Linked DNA regions of Gossypium hirsutum: region 2 is linked to region 1. A link is a contact called in public Hi-C data. All regions are on one chromosome and are shown on one strand. Each heading gives the region's core, a stretch centred on a gene start, on an enhancer-like site or on the middle of the called end of the contact. The rest is flanking DNA. Distances are from core to core; before and after follow the strand shown. Region 1 holds the start of LOC107903851 (double-stranded RNA-binding protein 1). Region 2 holds the start of LOC107920746 (eukaryotic translation initiation factor NCBP).

Evidence for each region. A called contact is a pair of places that touch in the nucleus more often than the background predicts.
Region 2: a Hi-C map of petal shows a contact between it and region 1, with 2.9 times the contacts expected there. The contact joins the promoter of LOC107920746 here to the promoter of LOC107903851 in region 1. A contact is called at or near these places in 2 of 34 Hi-C or Micro-C datasets (leaf and petal).

Annotation. Positions count from the first base shown.
Region 1 is chrD13:33,588,757-33,594,652 of Gossypium_hirsutum_v2.1, reverse strand. LOC107903851 (double-stranded RNA-binding protein 1) reads right to left here and starts at 3,654. Exons shown (of 6, transcript XM_016830023.2): 1 at 3,114-3,654; 2 at 2,059-2,193; 3 at 587-828; 4 at 241-460. The coding sequence starts at 3,342.
Region 2 is chrD13:33,803,974-33,809,551 of Gossypium_hirsutum_v2.1, reverse strand. It overlaps LOC107920746 (eukaryotic translation initiation factor NCBP), which reads left to right and starts at 1,627. Exons shown (of 5, transcript XM_016850591.2): 1 at 1,627-1,957; 2 at 3,002-3,097; 3 at 3,171-3,275; 4 at 3,412-3,489; 5 at 4,550-5,007. The coding sequence starts at 1,790. The coding sequence ends at 4,801. It also overlaps the pseudogene LOC121224955.

The DNA.
Region 1 (5,896 bases), core at 2,405-4,904:
ATCATACACAGATCATCTTTCTCTATTACCAATACAATAAAATTGAGAATTGCATGCCATGGCACTCGAAAATTTATGCCCTTAGAGTAAACATGTCAAACAAATTGTATTTCCCATGTCTTCCAAAAGTCAATTCACCATTCAGTTCGAATTGGCAATCAACAAATTGGTGAAAAAGGGATCTTTCTTTTTTCTCTCTTTGCTTTTTGATAAAAAAAATGAGGGGGTTAGAAGACGTACACTCTTTAAGCTTAGTGTATGCAACTTTTGCTGCCAAAAACTCAGCTTGCTTTTTGGTTCTTGCTCCCTGTCCAGTGAAAGCCTCTCCTTTCACCTCAACACTAGAAACAAACATTGATGCATGGGCTTCTCCAGATCTAGTTGTGGTGTAAACTGGTAGAGGACAACCTTCCTTCTGCATTAATTCTTGCAAAAGGTTCTTGAATAAGCTAGAGTCTTCCTGAAGAAAGAAAAAAAACATACAAAGGGAAAAAACTCAAGCTCTAGAGATTCACAACTGAACATTTTAAAAAATATCATAAATGCGTAAAACAACAAAGACAAAAACACTCCATTAATCAGTGACCTGGACTTCTTCAATAGCATCTGGTGCTAAACATGATAATGCAACTCTTGCAGCTGCATGTTCAGCTTCCTTTATTGTTGGAAAAAACTCCAAACCCTCATAGGTTTTCTCATCAATAGTGACCTTGCACCTAAAACGACTTGCATGAGGTGGACCCTCAACCTCACAAGAATATACTGGTCGGCTAACATTTCTCTTTTGAGCATAATTTTGCAGTAAATTCTTGTAGAAGTGTTGCATATCTATAAGCTAACAATTCCAAATCAGAAAAACAAAGGAAACACATGAAATACTAAGGATTTCATATTTTTTTTGTTTTGGCTAATGAGCTTTTTCTTTCAACCAAGCGTTTAAATAACAGATTTCAGAAGCATGAAACTACAGTAAAGGAACAGGTAAACATAAATGAAAAATCAAAACATAGACAAACATTTATTCATTGAGAATCCAACTGTGGAAAGAGGTCTACTAATGGACCTTAAGCAATATGTCGAATGCCAAGCAACCCGAATCTAACAGCCTCCTTAATGTTCCAGTGAGACTATCATTCTAATCTGCAGTATTTTTACTTTCTTTAACTCCTAATTGGCTCCAATGTGCACAATGAGCGTTCTAAAACAGAATAGCAGACTTTCTATGTCAGCCCAATCAACTAAAGTCAGAAGAGTCAAACCCGGCACAAATGACATAATTAGCTAGCTAGAGCTAAAACAACTCCGATGGAATGTATGCTTAGTTCAACTCATTGATGTCATGTTTGAGATGGTAAATTTAAATTGTTTTCAATATAAATCTCAAAGCTAAACATGAAGCAAATATCAAGGCAAAATAAGCAAATTGATAAGCAAATTCACTAGAAGAGAAAATGAATGAAGATAGCTACCAGCACCCTGCAAATATATGAGCTAAAGCTCAATTGTAATCTATGTTGCTCCAACTCTTCATGTCTAACACATATCCGGGTAAGGGTATTGGAATATGATGTTCCAAGGATCCTCCAAATATGTAGAAATATTAGGGGGGAAAAAATAACATACCCATTGCGGACACATACCCATGTCCGACCAAGTCAGGTTTTGATTAACAACGAACCTAATATTAGGCATGAATTTAGCTTTTTTTCTCTGTTGGCTGTTGTGCAAGCAACAAGGCTTGTCTCTCAGCCCGGTTTACCATTAGAACAATATATGTACTGCAGAATATATTTTTACATAAACTGGGGAGAAAAGAAGATTTCGATTTCAGACCAAGTTGACATTTTGTTTTGGACTTAAAGAGCATAATTTTGAGCACCATTAGAGGTTATGAATTCTGAGGACATGTAAGAGAAACGCACAAGGCTACTAATAGGAACATGGACAACAAATAATCATCTTTTACATAATAATTAAACAAACAAGCTATCCGATTTTTCTTTTGGTTTGAGTTGGTAAAACGTTAGGCATGTTCGTATTCAACATAAGTTTTCTGACCTTTAAATTTTTCATTATTGTTGCAAATAGAAGCACAGTCACTGACATGAGAATCTCGACATGCTTCTTGTCTTTCTGGTTGCAGGCTTCTGTTAGTAGTATTACTATCAAAATTTGCAATTGCATTTGAAGAACCTGCAAGAATCACAGAATCTAAAGTACATATGCATCATAAATTTAATTAAACCGTTGACAAGGGAAGGCGGAAAATAAAAATTAAAAGAAAAAGAAAACTTCCAAAAGTTCTATAAAAGTAAAACATGTACTGGTTCCCGAAGTCATACAAAAGAATTAAAAAGCTGAAGGTGCATATAACAACAATTTATGATCAAATTCTTATCAGCACATTCTAGAGTGAAAAATCAATGAAAGAGCACTGACCTTATAAAATCAAAACAATTACTTTCTAGGTGCATCAAAAGCCCACACTATTTGCCTAAAAGATAAAATCAAAATAGTTTGTTATGAAAGCTATATGACAAGGCCATCGAACTTTTGCTGACCAGCACGATAGTCTAGCATTCAGAGCACCCATTTGAACATAAACAGTTATGAACATAGTTTTTGAGGTCCTTATAACGCTTATTTGAGCATATAAACCAATTCTTTCAGACTTCAAATTGTCCGAAATCAGAAATTTCAAAATGTCAAGTTTCTTTCCTTTTCCCCGTTCCTCTAAGTTAAGAACCCATGGAAAGGGACAATTGTAGCATATGATTCTTTAAAAAAGACAAAAATCGACTTCACCATTAAACGGAAATGGCGAAATCCATTTCATCGATAGCTGTAATCTGCACTTACTCTAAACGAAAATGAAATATCAAAATAAATATCAACTGAAACCCAAATAAAGAGAGAAAATTAACATAAAAACAACTGAAAATAACAATAAAACGGGGGGAAATAGATAAAACAGATTGGCTTCCTACAAATTGCATTTCCCTCTAAAACAAAAAATAAAAAAGTTTCTGAAAACACTAACATGAACAGTTGTTAACAGAAACTGAAGAAAATGAAATACGGGTTTGGCTTATTCTTAAATTAAAAGATGGTACCAGGATCAGGAAGAGGGGGCGCAGTGAAATGAAGGAAAGCGAGATAAGCGGCGTCATTTTGGGCTTCCTTGGAAGACTTGGCCGGATTCTGAGACTGAAACGACATGCCGTTTACATCCACGGTAGCTTCGAATCGAGGATTGTGATCTTGGCCTTGTTTTGTGACGTTGTACTCTGGTAACCTCCATGCTTTCTTCTGGCAAAGCTCTTGCAATCTCGACTTGTACATCTTTCACAGTCCCTCTCTCTCAAATTTTAACGTGCAAAAACCATGTACTTATAGGAGGGTTTTTCTTTTTGGTATTGATAGGAGTTTGGAAAAGCGATGCAACGAAAAATGATATTTTTTCTACTTATAGTAGGAGCTTTCTTTCTTTTCTTTTCTTTTTACCAGAATTTTCCGTGATTTTGAGCTTGAAAGATGCACAACCCGTGAGTTCTATTAATACATGTATATATTTACATAGATCCTTTTTTTCTCGGGAATTACCCAACTGGATTTAAATTTTTGATACATAGATTACGAACAATCAGTGTCGTTGTTTTAGTTTATGTTGTGCTTTAATAAATAGAGGCTATTATTTTAAGGATAATATTTTTTAAAATTTATTTATGAAAAGTAATTTCATGGTTTGTCGGTTAACGGGAAAATAAACTTCTTCTCTAATAAGTCCCTTTTCGGGTTTTTTACAAAAATATTATAAAAAAATAAAAATTTATTAAAATATTACAATTTTTTTATTTGCCAAAACATATAAACTTTTTTTATTTACCAAAATATATTAAAAAAAACCAAAAAAAACAAAATTTGCAAAAAAAAAATTAGACCGATGTGACAATTTACTGGTCACGCCAATGGAATTGGCGGCACCAATGGTGTCATACTAATTGGCGGCACCACTCGTATTATAAATACGACCTCTACCCAGCTGAAGAGAGAAAAATAAAAAAAAGAAGAAGAGTTGGCGCGGAAAAAAGAGAAAAAGAGCAGAAAAAGGAGGTATTTTTTTAAAAATAATTGATTATATTGTTGTTATTATTTTGTATATTTTGTAATATTTTTTGTTTTAGTTTAGTTATTAAGATTAATAAAACTCAAAATAAAAGTATTAGTAAGTATTATTATTATTATTATTATTGTTGTTGTTGTTGTTGTTGTTGTTGTTGTTAGTATGAAGATGTTATTAATGTATTAAGATGTAACTTAGTAATATTATTGTTAGCAGAAAACTAGTATTATTATTATGGTTACTTATTATTTTTATTTACGAAAATAAACTAGTTAGTAAAAAATTAGTATTATTATTATAGTTAGTTTTTTTAGTAAAATTAATAATTTTAGTGTGTATTATTTTGTGTATAAAATTATTAATATTATTCGTAGTATAAAATTAATAATTTTAGTGTGTATTATTTTGTGTATTATTTTGAGTATAAATTTTTTTTAAGTAATTCAGTTACCGTTCGAGATTTTTTATGAGATTTTGTTTTTTTTTTGACAGATTAAATATTGAAGATGGATGCTAAGTTTCTTGTATGTGTTTATTTCGATGGAGTCATATTGACAACAAGTGTTAGATGTGTATTTGAATGTCGGCAACAAATAGCAATGAGATTTAATAGAAATGTATCGTTCGATGAAATGAAGGCAAGGATTAATGCAAAAATCCATAGACGTGGGAGAAGGATATCAAAAATTTTCTACAAGTTTCCAGTTTCGACAAACCCGGTCAAATTCGTCGAAATGGAACTTGTAGACGATGAAGACGTGGAGACAATGGTCGATCTCTACTGTGGGAATGGGAGTGAGAAGAATGCACCGATTCACTTATTTGCTGAGTTAGTCGGTATGGAGCAAAATGCATCTGATGAAGAAGACGGGGCTGAAGAACCGCGGATGGTGGCTCCAATATCATACGTTAATAGTGAATCAACTATGGGTGGGATCGGTATCGACCTGAATATTACACCCGATGTTGACATGGTTGGTGGTGAAGAAGAAGGTGTCGACGAAGAAGAAGGTGGTGGCGATCATTGGGATGAAGAGGTCAATAGTGACGCTGATCCCGATTTGGACGATGTACCTAATGATATTGACGCTGAAGATGTCAACAACGATGAAGGCATTAACGCTTCTTCGGTCGGGGAGCAGATGCGGCGTATTGTGATACACAATAATCCTGGGCCACACATGTCGCTCATAGATCACGACGCAGCGTATGTATCTGAGTTTCCGGAGTACCCTGAAATAGTTCATTCTCACGGGCTGGCCGTAACATCTGATGATGATGAGTTATTCATAGGCCAGAGATTCAGTTGTAAAGAAGATTGCGTATATGCCATTAAACAGTACAACATGAAGATATCGGTGGATTATAAAGTTCCGTGTCTACTCCGACAATATATGTTGGGGAGTGTTGGAAGGCAGCAGAATGCTGCAATTGGTGGGTGTGAGCTGCATTCATTAGAAGTTCTCAGATGTGGGAGATACGAAAATTTGTTGGTCCTCATACATGCACATCAACACGTATGACAGAAGATCATGGAAAACTTGATTCGAAAACTATTTGTACGTGTATCATGCCAATGGTGAAGGATATACCGACCATTAGAGTTTCGGTACTCATTGCAGAAATGCAAGCACGATTCCAGTATCGAGTCTCATATCGGAAAGCATGGGTAGCTAAACAGATGGCGATGGAGCAACTGTATGGGGATTACGATTCGTCGTATAACGGGATTCAAGGTTGGATAGCTGCTATGTAGGTGTATGTACCGGGGAC
Region 2 (5,578 bases), core at 378-2,877, 220 kb before region 1:
AAAATAATAATAAAATATAGTGATCATTACCCAAATCCCTAAACCTACATGTAATTTAACAAATTACCTTTTCTTAGACAACAACGTATGAACGAAATTATAGTTTCGTTTAAATTATTTTTTTTCTTTTTCTTGCGTGTTGAAATTTCCTAGTTTAAAGATTTATTTCTCTTTTATTTTAGGGGAGACATAATTATAGTTTTAAGTTGTGTTTGGATTCACGATGATGTCGTGGAGCTCGATAACTTATAAATTTTACTTTCCATGTGAGTATATAGCCATGACTTGAGAAGTTGGGATCACTTTGCAACTCAAGGTCCAAGTTGGCAGTGATTATATCGTCTGGGGTTGAAGTGTAAATAAGATTTCAAGTTTACAAAGATTATGCTGTCAAAGGATAGAACATAACTGGGGCCCTAGTTGATGGTGGTTATGTAGGCAGGACAACAAGTTTCTCCTCGTCATAGGAGCATGTTTTATAAAACTCATACGGAAGTGTAAGGAAGGAACACGCAAGGGGTCTTCCAATATAATTAAATAATTCATGTTGTCTGTCCGAAAGCAGTAACCTTGTTAGTATAACCTATTGCACCCCAATTCTGTCACAGGTTATAATAATGGGGTCACCGCTTTCGGTGGTGATGGATAAGATGCATTATCTTATTATACTAAAACGCTATTGTGTTTTTCTTCCTCGTACTTCTGTTTAGGTTTTATAAAACATCCTCTTCTAACGAGGAAAAAATCGTTGTCGTGCTTGCATACAGGGGCAAAACTAAGGGGCTAGCAAGGGCCCCAACCCTCCTAAAATGGAAAATTTCCCATTTAGGCCCTTTAATATTTTTAAAATTTTAAATTAGTAAATGTAAAATTGCACTTTGCCCCTTAAAAATATAAAAATTTGATTTAATCCTTTAAAAATTATAAAGATATAGGTTATTAAAATAATGAAATTGCATTTTTGCTATCGGAAAAATTATAATTTAATTTTGGCACCCTAAAATTTTTTTTTGGTTTTACCCCTGTCTACATAACCACTACTAATCGGGGTTTCATTTATGCTTCATCCCTTGACAACATAACTTTTGTAAACTTGAAGCCATAGTTACAATTCAATTCGAGACCATATAATCACCGTCAACTGGGACTTTGAGTTGCAACACGATCTGACTTCTTGAGTGATGGCTCTTACTCACATGGTAGATGAAATTTGTGGATCACTCAGCTCCATGACACCACTATAAATGAAAATATTCCTTAAAATTATAACAATTTCTATCTCAAACATGGGCAAAAATAAATCTACAAATTTATAATTTCCAACCGTAAGAAAAAAAATTTACCAAAGTGAAAATGTGTCCTATAGGGTACGTTTTTATTCTCTTTCCCACATCAGTAAAAACACATCTTGTAGGACGCATTTTCTTTTCTCTCTCCAAAAATAACGTAGAACAATAAATTAAAAAAACTAAAGCATATATCTAAAAATTAGCCCGTAAATAATCTACAACCTATTTTATTTTTGTAATTTTTTTTATAACCTAAGTAAAAACCAAGTGGTTGGCATTGGATAAATTATGTTTTAGAATACTTTATTTGTACCTAAAAGGAAGAAGAAACCAAATAACAAGGCCAACCAACCTACGTACCAAACAGGACGCAGACAAAAACATCAATGCGCAACGCACCGTTTCATCTCCTTTCCTTTCCCATTCCCCATTAAAAAGAACGAACATGGGAAAAAAAAAACGTTAGGGCTTCTGCAGAGAGAGGGGAAAAAGAATCGAAAATGGAAATTACGGAGAAAAGGGAAGGAGAGAGCAATAACAGCAGCAAAGATTTGAACAACAATGATAATATCAACAACGATTTGACAGATTCTGATGGCAATAATACGAGTAAAGAAGCTGAAGAACGCCGAGCCCGTGACCTCAAAGCCGGTTTGCATCCTCTCAAGGTATTTTTATTTCTCATGATTTTTCTTTTCTTTTTGAAAAAAATTAATTTATGTGAATATATGTGTAATGTTTTGCTTGTGGATAGATCTGTTTACAATTTCAAAATATCGCTTTTGAAATTTTTAGGTTTAATGACGGACTATGGCATTTTATTTCGATTCAGATAACTTTTTTTTTAACATTTTAAAGATATAATATTTCACTGGTCTTTTTAAAACAAGAAATTTTGTTTTCGGAAATTTATTTCATTTTGCTGAATAATTGTTTCTCATTTCAATTTTCACGTATTCATATTGAAATATTGATTCCTTTTTGAAGTTATTAACATTTGGAATGATTTACTCAATTGAGACACTTGACGATTCAGTGAAAGAATTTATGTAATAGAAACACTGTTTTCTCTTTTGTTTGTTTTTCCTGATTAGTTTGGAGAGGTAGTCTAGGAAGTGATTAGTTGATTATTATATATATATATTAAAGCATCCCGGAGCTTTTGCAGCACTTAACTTTTAAGTTCATAATGTGGTTGCAGAAGTGCATGCTTCGACTTAGAAGAGACAAATGAGTTCTCCAATACTATCGTGGCGATGCATTAGTTTACCTGAATTCACTTGAACACCTATGGATATCTTATTGAACTAGACAATCCAAATTCTGATCAAAATGTGAAAGAACACCATGGTAACAAATGAAAATAAACCTTGAAATGAATCTCTTTTCATGGTGTAGATAGCCCACCATGGTACTACCTTAGCAAAGTATTGTATCCAACTCAGTTTCTACACATTCTATAATTAGTCCTAATTAACTAAGGTAAAATGAATTCACTTCAAGTTAAGGGAAAGTATGATCTCCGCACTGTGCTACCTTTTATGTTGTAGTTCATGTTTCATGATCTAAATGAGCTGTATCCAACTAACTTAGGCTTCAATTTTTATGATGTTCTTGGCTCTTCATTTTCTTGGTCTGACATATATATAACTATTCAAGTGCCAAATTGGTTGCTTATTAGTCCCCTTATTTGGTTCTCACATTTTTTACAGCACAAGTTTGTCTTCTGGTACACTCGTCGGACACCTGGAGTTCGAACCCAAACAGCCTATGAGGACAATATAAAGAAAATTGTGGATTTCAGTACTGTAAGTTCTTTTTAAAAAGCTAACTGTGTTTGATTGTAAATATTCTCACCTTGGTATAAATATTTCTTTTTAGGTTGAAGGTTTTTGGGTCTGTTATTGCCACTTGGCCCGTCCTTCTACTTTGCCAAGCCCAACAGATTTGCATTTATTCAAGGAGGGAATCCGTCCACTATGGGAGGTAATTATCGAAGGCCTCACCTTCAAACTGCCAGTGCCACTTTATATATATATAATATTATATAACTGCTATCAAATCTTGAACATTTTATTTAACATGAGTCCTTTGTGGTTTCATAAAATTGTTATTATCTCAGGACTCTGCAAACTGCAATGGTGGCAAGTGGATAATTCGGTTCAAAAAGGTTGTTTCAGGTCGCTTTTGGGAAGATCTGGTAAGAAAGAATACCACTTGTAATAATCTATTTTCTGATATTCTAATTAGGTTTTGTTCTATGAACAAGTTTAAAAGTCTCTTTTAAATCAGCTTTCTGCAATCAAACCAGAGCTTTTTAAATTCTAGTCTTGATCATGGGAATTCCACCTTAATTGAAGCACATACTTGATGTCTACCTGTTCTATAACTAAATGAGAGCTTTTACGGTTTCTTTAACTTCTTTAGACTATTTCATGGGAAGTATAGTGATATTATGGTTGAAGATGGAGGTGCAGAATGTTATTCTCTGTTCTGTGCAAATACTTTGGAGTTCCATTAACAGTAAACTCCCTGTCTTTTGATTAAGCTGTGAGATAGGAATCTGAAAATAGTTTAGTTGATTATAAAGGTTGTTATTCGGCTCTTAGCCAGGTGTGTGCCTCAATTGATTACATGGGTGCCTATTTAACGCTTGAAAATATCAATTCCAAATGTATGTGTTGATAGTGTATCTTTTTGTTTGAAGGGGGAAGAAATTGGGCATTTTTGTAACCCACTGATCATTGATATGAAGAATAATAGTTTCATTTTTTTCTGAAAAGATGAGAAGTTCTAGGGTGAGCTTTCAATCGGCTTTAATTACACCAAATATTACCTAATTACACAAATTATTACAAATATTATATAATACAAATTACACAAAACTTTGTCTGATTACACAAACTATTGTAATTTTCTAATTTTTTGTGAAACATTGAAGCTGATGGAAAGCTCGAAACAAGGAGTTTCTTTTAGAATTTTCCCTAAGAGATTCCTGAAATCTGGTTCAAATTTCCTTAGAAGCGCATTTTTTACCATCTTGTTTCTTTTCTAGTTGACATTTAGGCTTTATTGGTGCAAATGTTAACCTCGCTGCCTCTTTTAAAGATGCTTCCTGATTTTAAGCTATAAAATAAACAAATAAATAGATTGTAAGACATCTTGGTAAATGCAACTGTTCCGTTTGGAGGTGTGTGAAATGTTGTATTAGTGTGTGATTGGGTGTCTGAGTGATGGGCATTTGATGTTGTACATTGCAGGTTCTTGCCTTGGTTGGTGATCAACTTGATTACGGAGATAATGTTTGTGGTGTAGTGCTGAGCATTCGCTTCAATGAGGATATATTGAGCGTATGGAATCGTAATGCGTCGGATCATCAGGCTGTTATGGCTCTAAGAGATTCAATCAAACGGCACTTAAAGCTTCCCCACAGCTATGTGATGGAGTACAAGCCCCACGATGCTTCTTTGCGTGACAACTCATCATATCGAAACACGTGGTTGAGAGGTTAGAAGTTGAGAAAACGAGAACACTTAAAAAGACTGTTTAACGTCTCTGCATCTTTGGATGTTATGACATGGAAAACCATAGTTGATTATAATCGTTATGTTGGACTATGAGACAGGTAGGTGTCACCAATGTTGGTTTTATGGAAATGTTATGCTCCTCCATCCATTGGTATCCATATATTATTAATATGAAGTTGGTTTCGCTAAAATGTTTGTAGAAGCCTTTCGTTCAAATTCTATTTGTAGTTTGGCCACTATCATGCTACTAAGGTTAGAGCAAAAATTTAGGAGCACGAGCAAGGTTAAAATAAGATTAATTTTTATAGATTCAATTTTTCGTAATGTATTAAGAAAATATAAGACAAATAAGAGATACGCAAGTTGACAATTTATTTTTGGGTAAACTAAATAGTGGTTCAACTATTAGATTGTCTATATTTAAAAAAAAATATTTTTGTTATTTATGTCATTGAAATATAATATTTTGGTCTTTAAATTATTAACGGAAAGTTCGCTTGGTTATTTTGTAAGATAAACTATAAAAATAATAATTCAATTCTTAGTATATTTTTAATTTGGTCATTCATGTTTAAAATTATCTATTTGAATCACTAATATTATGGAAATTTAAATATTTTAGTCATTCTTTTGTTAATCACTAATGACAGTCTTTTATCGGCATAATAACAAATTTAGTTTTCCAATGTTTTACAAATTTTATCAATTTAGTCTTACTTTTTAAAAACTCAAATTTTAGAAACTTTAAAAAATTATCTGAAA